Regions from separate parts of the Callithrix jacchus genome. Here region 1 is linked to region 2. Evidence: chromatin contacts called from public Hi-C data. All regions are on one chromosome and are shown on one strand. The core of a region is the stretch at or near the end of the contact, and the rest is flanking DNA. Distances in the headings are between cores, read along the strand shown. Region 1 has its middle 330 kb from the start of ACTBL2. Region 2 holds the start of PLK2 (polo like kinase 2).

The links. Hi-C and Micro-C count contacts between places; a contact is called where the count stands out from the background.
Region 1: a contact with region 2 is called in a Hi-C map of induced pluripotent stem cells, with 6 times the contacts expected there. The contact joins the enhancer-like site here to the promoter of PLK2 in region 2. A contact is called at or near these places in 3 of 3 Hi-C or Micro-C datasets (induced pluripotent stem cells and skeletal muscle).

What each region holds. Positions count from the first base shown.
Region 1 is chr2:152,092,775-152,099,113 of calJac240_pri, forward strand. No RefSeq gene overlaps it. Among named protein-coding and RNA genes, the nearest start is that of ACTBL2, 330 kb to the right of the region's middle. Within about 2 kb of position 4,702, at least 3 of the 16 cell types and tissues checked have an H3K27ac peak or open chromatin away from gene starts, as enhancers often do.
Region 2 is chr2:151,406,853-151,412,704 of calJac240_pri, forward strand. PLK2 (polo like kinase 2) reads left to right here and starts at 4,125. Exons shown (of 14, transcript XM_002744937.6): 1 at 4,125-4,521; 2 at 5,106-5,213; 3 at 5,357-5,473; 4 at 5,669-5,798. The coding sequence starts at 4,252. LOC144581598 reads right to left here and starts at 4,462. Exons shown (of 3, transcript XR_013532633.1): 1 at 2,184-4,462.

The sequences.
Region 1 (6,339 bases), core at 3,452-5,951, 690 kb after region 2:
CTCCAATCTGCCACATATGCTTAGGCAAGTCTACAGCCCCAAGAACATAGATCAGACTTAATATCAGCCATTTGGCATGAGAAGGATATACGCTCTGCCTCCTGATTTCTAGCACTGGAACTCTGTGATTCCCACCTTCAACTACAAGATGTCTCCACTTTTAAAACTATTCCTATTTCCTGTTTAGGAGCCTTGGTGAAATTGGCATGTTACCATTAATTAATTATGCAATAAACAAACTATTGCAGTTTGTTAGAGGACAATACATTTCTCTTTCAAACATGATACTTCCAAAGGATTAAACAGCTATATCTATATAATATATTATAAATTGCCTAATGTACATTTCCCACAATTTTTAAAGTTAGAAGGAAAAAAATGAAATAAGTATCAAGGAAGAATATGCAGTAATGATGTATCTTTCTACTTATTAAAATTACATTAAGTGGGACTTACTTGTCTCTCTTCCAGATAAAATCTCTGATATGCTAAAATCATCAATTAAAATGAAAAAGAAACTACAGTGCTTCCTCTAAAACTCCCCAAATGTAGCAAAGCTTTGATATGTCGATAATGGAGTTGAAAAAGCTCTGAATTTTGTATGATTATATGCATTGGTCCCAAAATAGAGCTAATTTTTATTCTGCAAGAGAACAACTCCTCCAGTTTTTATTTGCAGCTTCCTCTGAACCTAAGATTCAGCCATAAATCCATGGAAGCTGAGTTGATGGCATTTAGAGTGACAGCTCATACTGTATTCATAATCACTACCCTATTTCTAGAGAAAGCCATGTGCACCAGATATCATATTGTCCTTTATATAAATGCAATCCTCCTGGCCCTTCCCTCCAATCTGCCACATATGCTCAGGCAAGTCTACAGCCCAAAGAACATAGATCAGACTTAATTTCAGCCATTTGGCATGAGAAGGATGTACGCTCTGCCTCCTGATTTCTAGCACTGGAACTCTGTGATTCCCACCTTCAACTACAAGATGTCTCCACTTTTAAAACTATTCCTATTTCCTGTTTAGGGGCCTTTGTGGAATACCTTCAAGGATTGCATACAAAGCCTCGTCATTAGCCTCTCTCTGATCTTTGTGCTCTAGCAATAAACGGAGTTTCTGCCAAGTCCCACAGTCAAGTCCCTGCATTTTTACTGAAATCAGGAAACTGGACCTTGATTCCTGTCTCATTAACCAGTATGGGGCCCCAGCACCTCCCAAAAACTATATCATCAAGCACCTCTTTTCACCTTTGTGAACTCTTCAAGGAAAGCAGTCTGACATTCCCAAAATGACCTTGCTCATCACCTACGAAGTTCTAGGCTTTTCTTCTGACACCATCCTTCATGCAAGAGCGGGAAATCAAGTTGGATACTATTCCGGACAACTGCGAAATCCACAGAACAAAGCTCAAACTTGACTCAGTAGACAGTGAGAACCCAGGCTAATTGCTTAAGCAGGAATCCAACACAATAAAAATGGCATTCAGGAAAATAAGTCCGGCAAGAGTAAGCTAAATGACTTAGTACAGATAAATTTGCCTTCTGTGCAATGCTTTAGGCATACTACCCTCACTATCCTTATCATGGATACCAATTCATATTGCTCCACCCTTCTTACCCTGAAAGTCAATCATAAATAAGGGTTTTTTTGTTTTTAGTGGGGGGCATGATAACTCCTATTCTTTCTAGACTTTTTCTTTTGCTTTATATCATTTGCATCTTTAAAAATTACCTGCTGCTTTTATGCCTAGAATAAAAAAACTATGATGATACTGTGCAATAAGGTACACAGAGTATGTCCAGAGTAAAACTGAAACCAACATGGGCATTCTCAAATATAAAAGAATTCTCATGAGTGCCCTTCCAAATGTTTGAGTTCCAAAACAATTCAAATGGGTTTTGTAGGATGTTTTCCATTTCTTACTTAATCCCAAGTGGGCTTTAAAGAAAACAACATTCAAGCATTTCTTACCCCTTCACACTGGAATCAGTGTGATTTCCAAATGTGATGTGGAAAGAGCTACCTGATATCCAAAAAAACCCTTTCTACTTTTAATGAGTTTTTATGGGGTTTGTTTTCCCCTTAACAAGAGTAGTAAGAATTCCAATGCAAACCAACTCAGAATTCTCCAAGTATAACTATTTTATATTTAACTCAGTGTGTTTTCTTGGTTTTCTAGTAATGTGCCCCTCTCCCTTGTCCATTCTAAGAGACGTTTCGTATCCATGGTATAATTCTCACCCTTAAAGACAGGTGTCTATTTTCAAGACTATGGCTGAGATCAGCTAAGCCAATGCACAATAGGCTTTCAACAGATATCATTAACAAATTGATGTGAGTGTAGATTTTACCCAAGGTCTAGAATGAAAGCAACAGCCACTGGGACACCCAAGGTAAAATAGGGAAGATTGATATTCATTGAAGAAAGGCCAGTTAACCAAAAAAAAAAAGACTGACTTAATGTATAGCAGATAATATTTTAAGGATCTGCAGAAATCAGACAGAGAAATGAGTTTAAGAAAGGGAGTTTAACAGCTATGCAACATTCTCAGGTGCCTTTCTCTGCCTCTTCCATGCAAGAAGTCTTCAGGATGCTACGTGCAAAGTGCTAACTTGGACACTGGGAGAAAGGAAAGACCATGTACCAAATCATATAGTACAGTTCTTTTTTAAAAAGGCGTATGAACATCATAGTAAAAACAAACATCTTTTTAGAAGCAAATAATGAAATTTGAAAACCTAGGTTTGAATACCAGCCCTAAAAACTTACTAGCCAATAAGCAAAGTAATTCACTGAACTGCTCAGAAACTCAAGTTTCCTCATTTAGTTAAAGTGGATAGTAATATCTACTTCACAGAGTAGTCTAAGAATGTGTCATTCTAGAGATTGTCATCAATCTTTCTCATACATGTGCCTCCTTTCTCCATTTGGAAAATAGAATATCAAATGGAATATTCAATACAATATCTGACCCAATATTCTTTCCCTAGCATGTTTATTAATAATGACTAAGTTGACCTAAAACTGATGTAGAAATTATTAAATGTGAAACAACTTTTAAAATAAAGACATTGGATTACTGAAAGAGATCTGGATACTGGGTGAAAAAATGCAGTGAAGTCCTATAGGGAGGCAGGGGATGAGACAGAGAAAGTCCAGGTGGGCTTAGTAAAAGCCAGCCTGGCTCTGGGCTAGGATGTGCAACTACCCTGGAAGGGCTGTTCCAGAGTGGTCATAAACCTCCATGTGTCCCTACCTACATCATCCAGATATAGGCTAGGTACATCACCAAGCCTGATGTACCTGCCTCTCTAGTTTGGCTTTATGAAATACCTGGACTTTTGAATGTTTTTCGGACTTTGGGTCCTCCAAATTGCAAGGCAACTTACACCTGCCAAGACGTCTCTGGGCCAAACACCTTGAATTTCTAGAAAAACAATTCAGTCATTGAGAATGTAGAGTCAGAATCCTTGTAGAAAATAGATGGTCCACTCAAAATGGGTTATATGAAGAGAGTTTAATAAAAAGAGCATTTTTTCGAGTATAGGTCAACTGTAGGGAAACCAAAGTGAAGCCAGAGGAGGGAGATAATTGTTGACCTTTAGCCTAAAGGTTTGAAGCAGCTCTTACAGGTCTCAGAGGCTAAAAAATCTGTGTGGATAAGGTCTCTTTAAAGGACAGAGCCCGCCTGTAGCAGGGCCTCCTATTAAAGAGAGAGAACCCCGCAGGGGACTAAATACCACCACTCACCCCACCCAGCTCTCCTCTTCCACCATATTGCCTGTCATTGCTAAACCCAGCTGAAAACTGGAGGACAAGGGGATCTCTTGGCATAATGTCTAGAGGCCAGGGCACAGAATAACATGGACAACGTACCTAGAGGTCAAAGAGGTCACATCCAGCACAGAGGGATTTGCTATGTGCTTACTGTTATGGTTTAAACTAAATCCCCGCAAAAAGATATACTGAAGTCTCACTCCCCAGTACCTCAAGATGTGACCTTATTTGGAAATAGTTTTTACAGAATTAATCATGTTAAAGTGAGGTCACTATGGTGGGTCCTATCCAATGTAACTGTGTTTTTATATCCAATGTGACTGCGTTTTTATAAAAAGTAGAAATTTTGACACAGAGACAGACATGCACAGAGGGAAGACCATGTGAAGTCACACAGGGAGAAGAAGATAGGACTGGAGGGATGCATCTGCTGGCCAAGGGATGCCAGAATCGCCAGCAAACACCAAGAGGCAGAAGCCACGAAGGATTCTCCCTAGAGCTACTGGAGACACCTGCACCCTGCTTGCACCTTGATTTCAGACTTCCAGCCTCTAGAACTGTAAGAAAATGAATTACCTGTAAGCCATTCAGGTTTGGGTACACTGTTATGGCAGCCTTAAGAGGCCAATACACTTGCTACAGTGCAGCTGCCCTGGACTGAGCATCCTTAATTTCTCAGAGTGGGTGCTGGCTTCAAAATGGACCTTAGAGAAAATGATGTCCAACCCTTTTATTTTACAGATAAGAGAAATGAGGCATAAGAGAGCCTTACTTACAGTCACACAACTGGTAACCAAGATCAAACCACAGAGTCCCCAGAAAGCTTTCTGTCAGCCCCACATTGACAAGAAGTCAGGGACACGATTCTCAACCTAGCTAAGCACATTGCACAACACACTGCCACCCACCTAACATATTATCCTCATTACAGGATTCTCCAGAATAGATGACGAGTACCATCCTTTGCTGAACTCACATCTCTGTAGTACCAGCAGCTTTTAGAGCGCCTCTCAGCTAAAGGAAACAGCTCAGAAATGAAAATTTGCCTCTGTTCTTTCTTAGTGCTAAAGAAAATGTCTAATAACCCTGAGAAAGGACACCACTAACTCTATAGGACAAAGTGTTTTGCTTCCTTGTGAATTGGCCATAAAATGAGTTACCCAAACAAAGCTCATTGATTGAAGATTGACTGCCCCACACATCCTGAAGAAATGATAAGAAACTACACAGTCAGCAGTTAAAAGTGTTAGAATGAGAGAGAGGGCAGACAAGCGCCACCCAGAAGCAAATAGATTTCCTATAGCACTGCAATCTTTCTTATCTAGAGAAAAGTTTTGTTTTCTTGTCAATCAATCCCAGCAGATCTTTTGAGGGTTGCCCACACCCTGGACTGGGGAATGCTCAGGAAGGAATGGGGGAAGGAAGACGGGAGAGGCGATTTCCTGATGGGTCAGGTGCTGGCAAGTGACTGGACCCTGGGAAAGTCATAGTGTAGGAATTCCTCTCCTTGGAGAGCAACCAGAGTAGCAGGAACAATGCTGGGAACCGCTGGTGGTGACTCTCAGGTCACACCTTGAACAGTGCAGGCCATGGGCAGCAGGCTAGGCCATAGCACCTCCCGAACCCTGGGCAGCGCAGAGTTTACTCCCCTTGCTCAGTCCAGCTGCCCACATGGAGCACTGTTCTCCTAGCTAGTTCTCTTTAAGGGAGACATATTACATTAACAATAAGAAATTTCTTACTCTAGAAGAAATTGCTTCAAAGTGTGCTAATACCATATGAAAGGAAACTTAAGGAAAGGTTTCATATATGAGTATAAGAAGATACATTTTTCTAAGAAGGATTTTTAAAAGGAAATAATAAAAGATGATTGTGAAAATTAAAAAAAAAAAAAGGGAGATAACTAGCTTCACACAAGATTAACGCATCAGGGTAACTAAAGCAAAGTCCAATTAAGACTTTCTTTTAGGTCCCACTAGTCCCAGAAGGAGACTGCCAATTTCTTGGATCTTGACTGATTATTCTCCCAAAGTAAAGGCATATTGTGACTATCGAGGTGATCCCTTTATGTGCAGTTTCTGATTTGTCTGTAGAGATATAAGTACTTTGGATGGCGTCTCTCCTCATAAAGCAACTCAAAAATCATATAACAGTGAATTACAGGGCCATGTTTCCCTGCCTCCGTGTCCCCAAGCCCTTTGAAGACGGCGTGCTGAGGAGGCTCAGACAGATCTTCTGCCCTGGTCAGAGCACCAGCGAAAGTAACACTCATTTAATGGAGGCTAAAATCACCTGTTTCTACATCAGTTTTTCTCCTATTTAGAAAAGTTTCTTCTCTCACCATCAAAAGTAAGCTATCTGTTAAGAAGTATTAACCATATGGAAGTTTCCTCCAGCTAGATCAGTGCAGAGAAAAGCCAAGATAAATCCATTTTAAAACGCCTTATTTAAAACCAGATTTCCCACTTCTTCAGAGACTAGCTGGAAAGTAACCATTAGGATAATTTACTTGCCTTATTTTCTCTCTCATTCAAACGTGAACAGGACACATGAT
Region 2 (5,852 bases), core at 2,875-5,374:
TGATCAGAAAAGTAAATAATCTGCTCACAAAAATATGTAAACAAGTAAATAGAAGAAAATCTATTATTAGTTTGCTATTAATTCTTCCCCAAATATTTTGCTTTATGCATATTTAAGCTTATAAATTTATGTTATTTTCACCTCATTTCTTACTCCAAGGAAACATATTTTACTATGCCATACACTGTTCCATACTTGCTTTCCACAGTACATATTTTGGAGATATTTTCATATAAATACTTAAAACTTCTTCATTTTGTTTTTACAACTGCCTGCATTTTCACTGTGTGAACATATCAGCATTTATTTAACCAGTTTTCTATTGATGGGCACTTAGGTTGTTTCTAATCTTTAATTACAACAAGCAATACTGCAGTGAAGAAGCTTATACATGAGGGGTCAGCAAACTGTTTCTGTAAAGGGCAAGATAGTAAATATTTTAGGTATTGTAGGCCATATGGTGTCTGTCACAGCTGAACTCTGCGATTGTAGCATGAAAGTAGACATAGACAATATATCTACATAAGTAAATGAACATGGTTGTTTTTCATAAAATCTTATTTACAAAAGTAAGAATTGGGCTTAATTTGGCTACAGTTTTATCATTTGTTGATGAGTCATACAAAAATTTATATGATTATATCCATTTTATATGAGATTATATCCATAGGATAAATTCCCGAGTAAAAGCATACATTCATTTCTAAATTTGATAGATTCAGCCAATTTACCTTTCACTGAGAGTATATCAATTTTCATTCCCAACAGCAATATATGGAATACTGCTTCATATATTCAGCAATTCACGATGTTCACACCAACTTTTGAGGGTTTTGCCAATTTTGTAGGTAGAAAAGTGTGTCTCAGTATATTTTTCATTTCAATCTTTCTTCTGATGAATGAAATTGAGCAAATGTAAGAACCATTTGTTTTCTATTGGATAATTGGTATTTCATCCATTTATGGGAGTTTTTATATAATAGGAAGATAAGCTCTTTCTCTGTAATGGGTTGAAAATAATTTTTCCAGCATGATATTTATCCTTTGACTTTATGGTGTTTTGTTATTTTAAATCAATGAAAAGCTTTTGTTTTTATATAGTTACATTAATGATTTTTTTTTTTAGGGATTCTAGATTTTGTAAACAGTTGAAAGATCTCCCACACTCAAAAGCTATGAAAAACTCTCTCACATTGTCTTCTGAGGTAACATTTTACATTTCAAACTTTCATCTGTTTGAAATTAAGCCACATATGAAGTATGGGTTAATTTTTTTCTTCCTACTGGTTACCAAATCAACCCCATGATATTTAGTAATTATTCTACTTACTAGAAAGTACATTTATTTCCTTTTTTTGTCCTATGAACTACAATTTTGGTTCTTTCCACATGATGGCACCACAATCCAAAAAAAATCATTTTCTTAGCTGGAAAGAAGACACCATAAGATTTACACAGTGTTAATATTTCATTAAATGCCTCCATGTTGTGGAAGACAGACCTGAATTTCACATGGAATGTTCAATAGTTTATCAAATACTGAAGTCCGTTTGGTAAAGACACATACCATTGTGTATGCTAATCAAAGTAATTGAAATAATTTTTAAAAATCATGACAATCTATTCTTCATAGTCTTTATCTTAGGCACAAAGAAATACATATGCACATACACACGTGTGTGTGTGTGTGTATAAACTTTATTATCAACCAATAAAGACATGGTGTGTAAAACTAGCTTTGAGAAATTCTAGTAATATTTTCTAAAACTGAAAGCCTTCAAAATCTTATAAAGTAGGTTTGCATAAATCTGGGGAGCAAAGGTCACCCCTAGGTTTATGAATAAAGAGGATGATTACGTAATTCTGAATTCCCACTCCTAATCCCCACCCCCTTACTCCATCCCTGACAATCTTGGGATTAACGTCTATTGTCACTTATGAGAAACATGCCCAGACTTGCCCTGTACTCTTTAAAGAATTAAAAACAGAAGCCACAGAAAGCACTTTTCCTTTCTCTATAATGGCAAAGACTTTCCCTTTCTCCTCTGTAACGGCAATGAGCCTCGTTTCCACATTATGCTGGAAGTATTTGAGACACAGTATCTTTGTAAATGTTTGATTCATGTTGATACCACGCACGCCTAAATTTGACAGTGGACTGCAGGAACCCTTTTTGTACATACCTTCCAGGGATCCAATAATCTGATATTCCAAATGTCTCTGGAATTTTGCTTCTAAAAACTGTTTACCATATCTTGTTAACATAGATAAAAAGATTCAAGTGTGCTAATTAAACTAACTTCGATGATCTACTAAAAATATAGTTAAATTCTCCAAATCTCATCTATAAAATGGGAATAATAATGTAGGAGACCAGAACCTGCCACTCCAAATATGGCTCTGGGATAAGGATTATTTAGAGATAATTATTTTGAGAACTAGCCGACCCAGGAGATGCTCTAAAAAATGGCATATTACCCTTTTGTAAGGGAAACTTACATTTACTAAAACAAAAACAAAAACAAAACCCATAAAACTACATTTGTAAGAGTGTCTTCTCTGTACCAGGAGGAAAAGTTTGACTCTAAATCATGAAAAACTCTTTTGTCAGTGAAGAAATAAGAAACCCCACTCCTATTTACTATACATTTCCTGGTCATGCTTCCTTAACTTGCCCGCCCCATACTCTTTTCTTTTGGTTTAGCTAAAGATGGTATTTAAGCCCAATTTTCAGCAATTTCATGGGTTATCTCCCATGTATATAGGAGACATACATGTTAATAAACTTCCTTGTTTTCTTGTTAATCTGTCTGGTTACAGGGATCCAGGTCAACTTTGAAAGGTAGAAAATTATTTTTCCTTCCTTACAACATTTCTCACTCAGAATTGTTGTAGGATTAAGTAAGGCATTTCAAAATACTGCACAGTCCTCAATAAATGTAACACTATCATAATTAGAGTAAGAAAAATTAAACGTGTTCCTAGGTTAGTAAAACTGCACAGTAAATCTGGAAATAGAAAACTAAGCCGTGTTTGCATTCACTGGACTATGCTCCTCTCTTCATCCTCCCAATCCCCCATCCCAGGAAGTCTCGGATTGACTCTTCATGCGCCGGGGCAGCTCATGAGGCATCTCAACAGATGCATTCGGAAGAAGTCATAGATGACTCTGATTCCAAACTCTTAATCGGCATCGATTTTTAATACCAGTAACTGTCAAAGGCCTACAGTCCTCAACTGTGGCCCACTCCGACACCTAACAGCACTTCTGGAATATTCCACAAGATGCCGCCCTTGCTTTCCAATCTTCGGGCCACCGGCGGAGGACGCCTTGCCAGGGCGCCGACCTCGCTCTCCAGGGTTCAGGGCCTGACCTCGTACAGAGGCTCGCTTAAGGGGGATGGGCGGGGGTCTGACGGGCCTTGAGGGGGATCCTGGCACGGTGGGCCGATCGGCCCGGGATCCCAGCCTGCGGGCCGGAGTCCGCCCCAGCGCGATGCGGGAAGAGCTCGAATGTCCGGCTCCACGAACCGTGGCCTCTCCCCCGGCACGGCCTCTCGGCACTGCCCCTGATAGACACCAGCGAGCTCGTCACAGCGCCGCGGAGCAGCGGCAACCGAGTCCTGTCACATGGCCAGGGGAGGCCACGCATGCCCGTGCGGTGGGCTCCGGGCACCCTAACACCTAGACACAGAAGGCGCCGGGGGCGAGGCGGCCGGGAAGGGCTGCGCGGGGGAAGGGCTGCGTCTGCACCCGCGCCCAGCTCGCTAGGGTCACTGCACTGCCCCGCCACCCGGCGGCTGGGGCGGGGGTGGGGCCGGTCGCTTGACCTCGGATTTCTGTTTTTATCGCTGAGGCTCGGAGCCTTCGAAGAACGGGCGGCAGGACCCACAGACGCCCCTGATGGCCTCCTCGTGGCCGCGAGAACTCTCAGCGGCCGGAGTTCGAGGTGCGCGGCCCGGTTCGGAAGCTGGACCGGGGTGGCGGGACAGACCGGCTTCTCGGCCCTGCGCGCTCAGGGCGGCCGTGGGGCGGGGCGTCGGCCGTGACGCAATGTTGCGTTTCGAATCTCCGCCCCATTGTCGCCGGCTGGTATATAAGACTTCGAGCCTTCTCACTCGCACAAGTGGACCGGGGTGTCGGTTGCGCGTCGGCAGCAGAGGCAGGGGTGCGAGGGCCACGGCCGGTTCGGACGTGTGACCGCGCCTAGGGAGGGGACGGCAGCGGGCAGTGTGGGGCGGCGAGGCGACCATGGAGCTTTTGCGGACTATCACCTACCAGCCGGCTGCTAGCACCAAAATGTGCGAGCAGGCGCTGGGCAAGGGTTGCGGAGGGGACTCGAAGAAGAAGCGGCCGCCTCAGCCCCCAGAGGAATCGCAGGCGCAGCAGTCCCAGGCGCAGGTGCCGCCGGCGGCCCCGCATCACCATCACCACCACTCGCACTCGGGGCCCGAGATCTCGCGGATTATCGTCGACCCCACGACGGGAAAGCGCTACTGCCGGGGCAAAGTGCTGGGAAAGGTGACGAGCGGAGGGCGCCGGGCTGTCGGGCGGGCGGGAGGTCTGCCCGGGCGACCCCGAGCCGGGCGGGCCCGCGGGGTCCCGCGCCCGCGGCTTCCGGGTTTCTCGGGGGTCCGATCCCAGCGCGAGGTGGGCTCCTCACCTGTCCTGTGGCTTTTGTGCCCCGGCAGCGCAGGCGATCTCGGCTTTGCAATCAGCCTCAGAACTGTGTGCCTCCCGTAGCCCAGAGAAATGCATCTTGAAAGAAGCGAGGGCTTTTCTATTTCAGACCTCTGTCCCTCCACCTGCTCCCAGAGAATTTTCCTGACAAGTCTCATCAAACATTATTTTTCATGTCTCCCCGCTCCGACCCTCCATAAATCTCCCGTTTGTAAAGGAAAAAGAGAAACTGAACTTGCTGTTTCTAGCAATGCGTTTCTCTTCACGAGGGAGCTTCAACGGAGTAGAATGCATCCCTCTGTCCACTCTCCTCCATTCCTCTTTTTTTTTTGCTTTTCTTTCTTCCCATTTATTTATTTATTTAAAGTATCTGCCGTCCATTTTTGTGCCATACTCAATTCCATCTCGGCTTTGTTTCCTTTCAGGGTGGCTTTGCAAAATGTTACGAGATGACAGATTTGACAAATAACAAAGTCTACGCTGCAAAAATTATTCCTCACAGCAGGGTAGCTAAACCTCATCAAAGGGAAAAGGTGTGTATGACTCTTGAGTAAAGTATTTTCTTTGTGTGCACGGATGGCCCTTCCCTGTTAGGAAAATGTCTTCTGCCTGTGTAATCACTGGCTTTTCCGAGGTGACTGGAGGCTAACAAGCCCTACCTTGCTTTTTCATGTAGATTGACAAAGAAATAGAGCTTCACCGAATTCTTCATCATAAACATGTAGTGCAGTTTTACCACTACTTTGAGGACAAAGAAAACATTTACATTCTCTTGGAATACTGCAGTAGAAGGGTAAGTGTCAATTCCTATTTGAGGACATTTACTTTCCCTGAATTAACATGGCATTCAAACAGTATTTTATCTGGGATTTTAGCTGTGGCAGTACTCATACTGCAATGTTAACTTTCATTGCTCAACCTGCAAAGGGAAACCAGTGATTTTGATAACTGTTTGACAGCTTCTCTTTTTTCCTTCTCGTATCCCTAGTCAATGGCTCATATTTTGAAAGCAAGAAAGGTGTTGACAGAGCCAGAAGTCCGATACTACCTCAGGCAGATTGTGTCTGGACTGAAATACCTTCATGAACAAGAAATCTTGCACAGGGATCTCAAACTAGGTGAGTCCTTGACACCGAAAGCTGAGTTTTGTGTTAGAGATAGTTCTTTTTTCT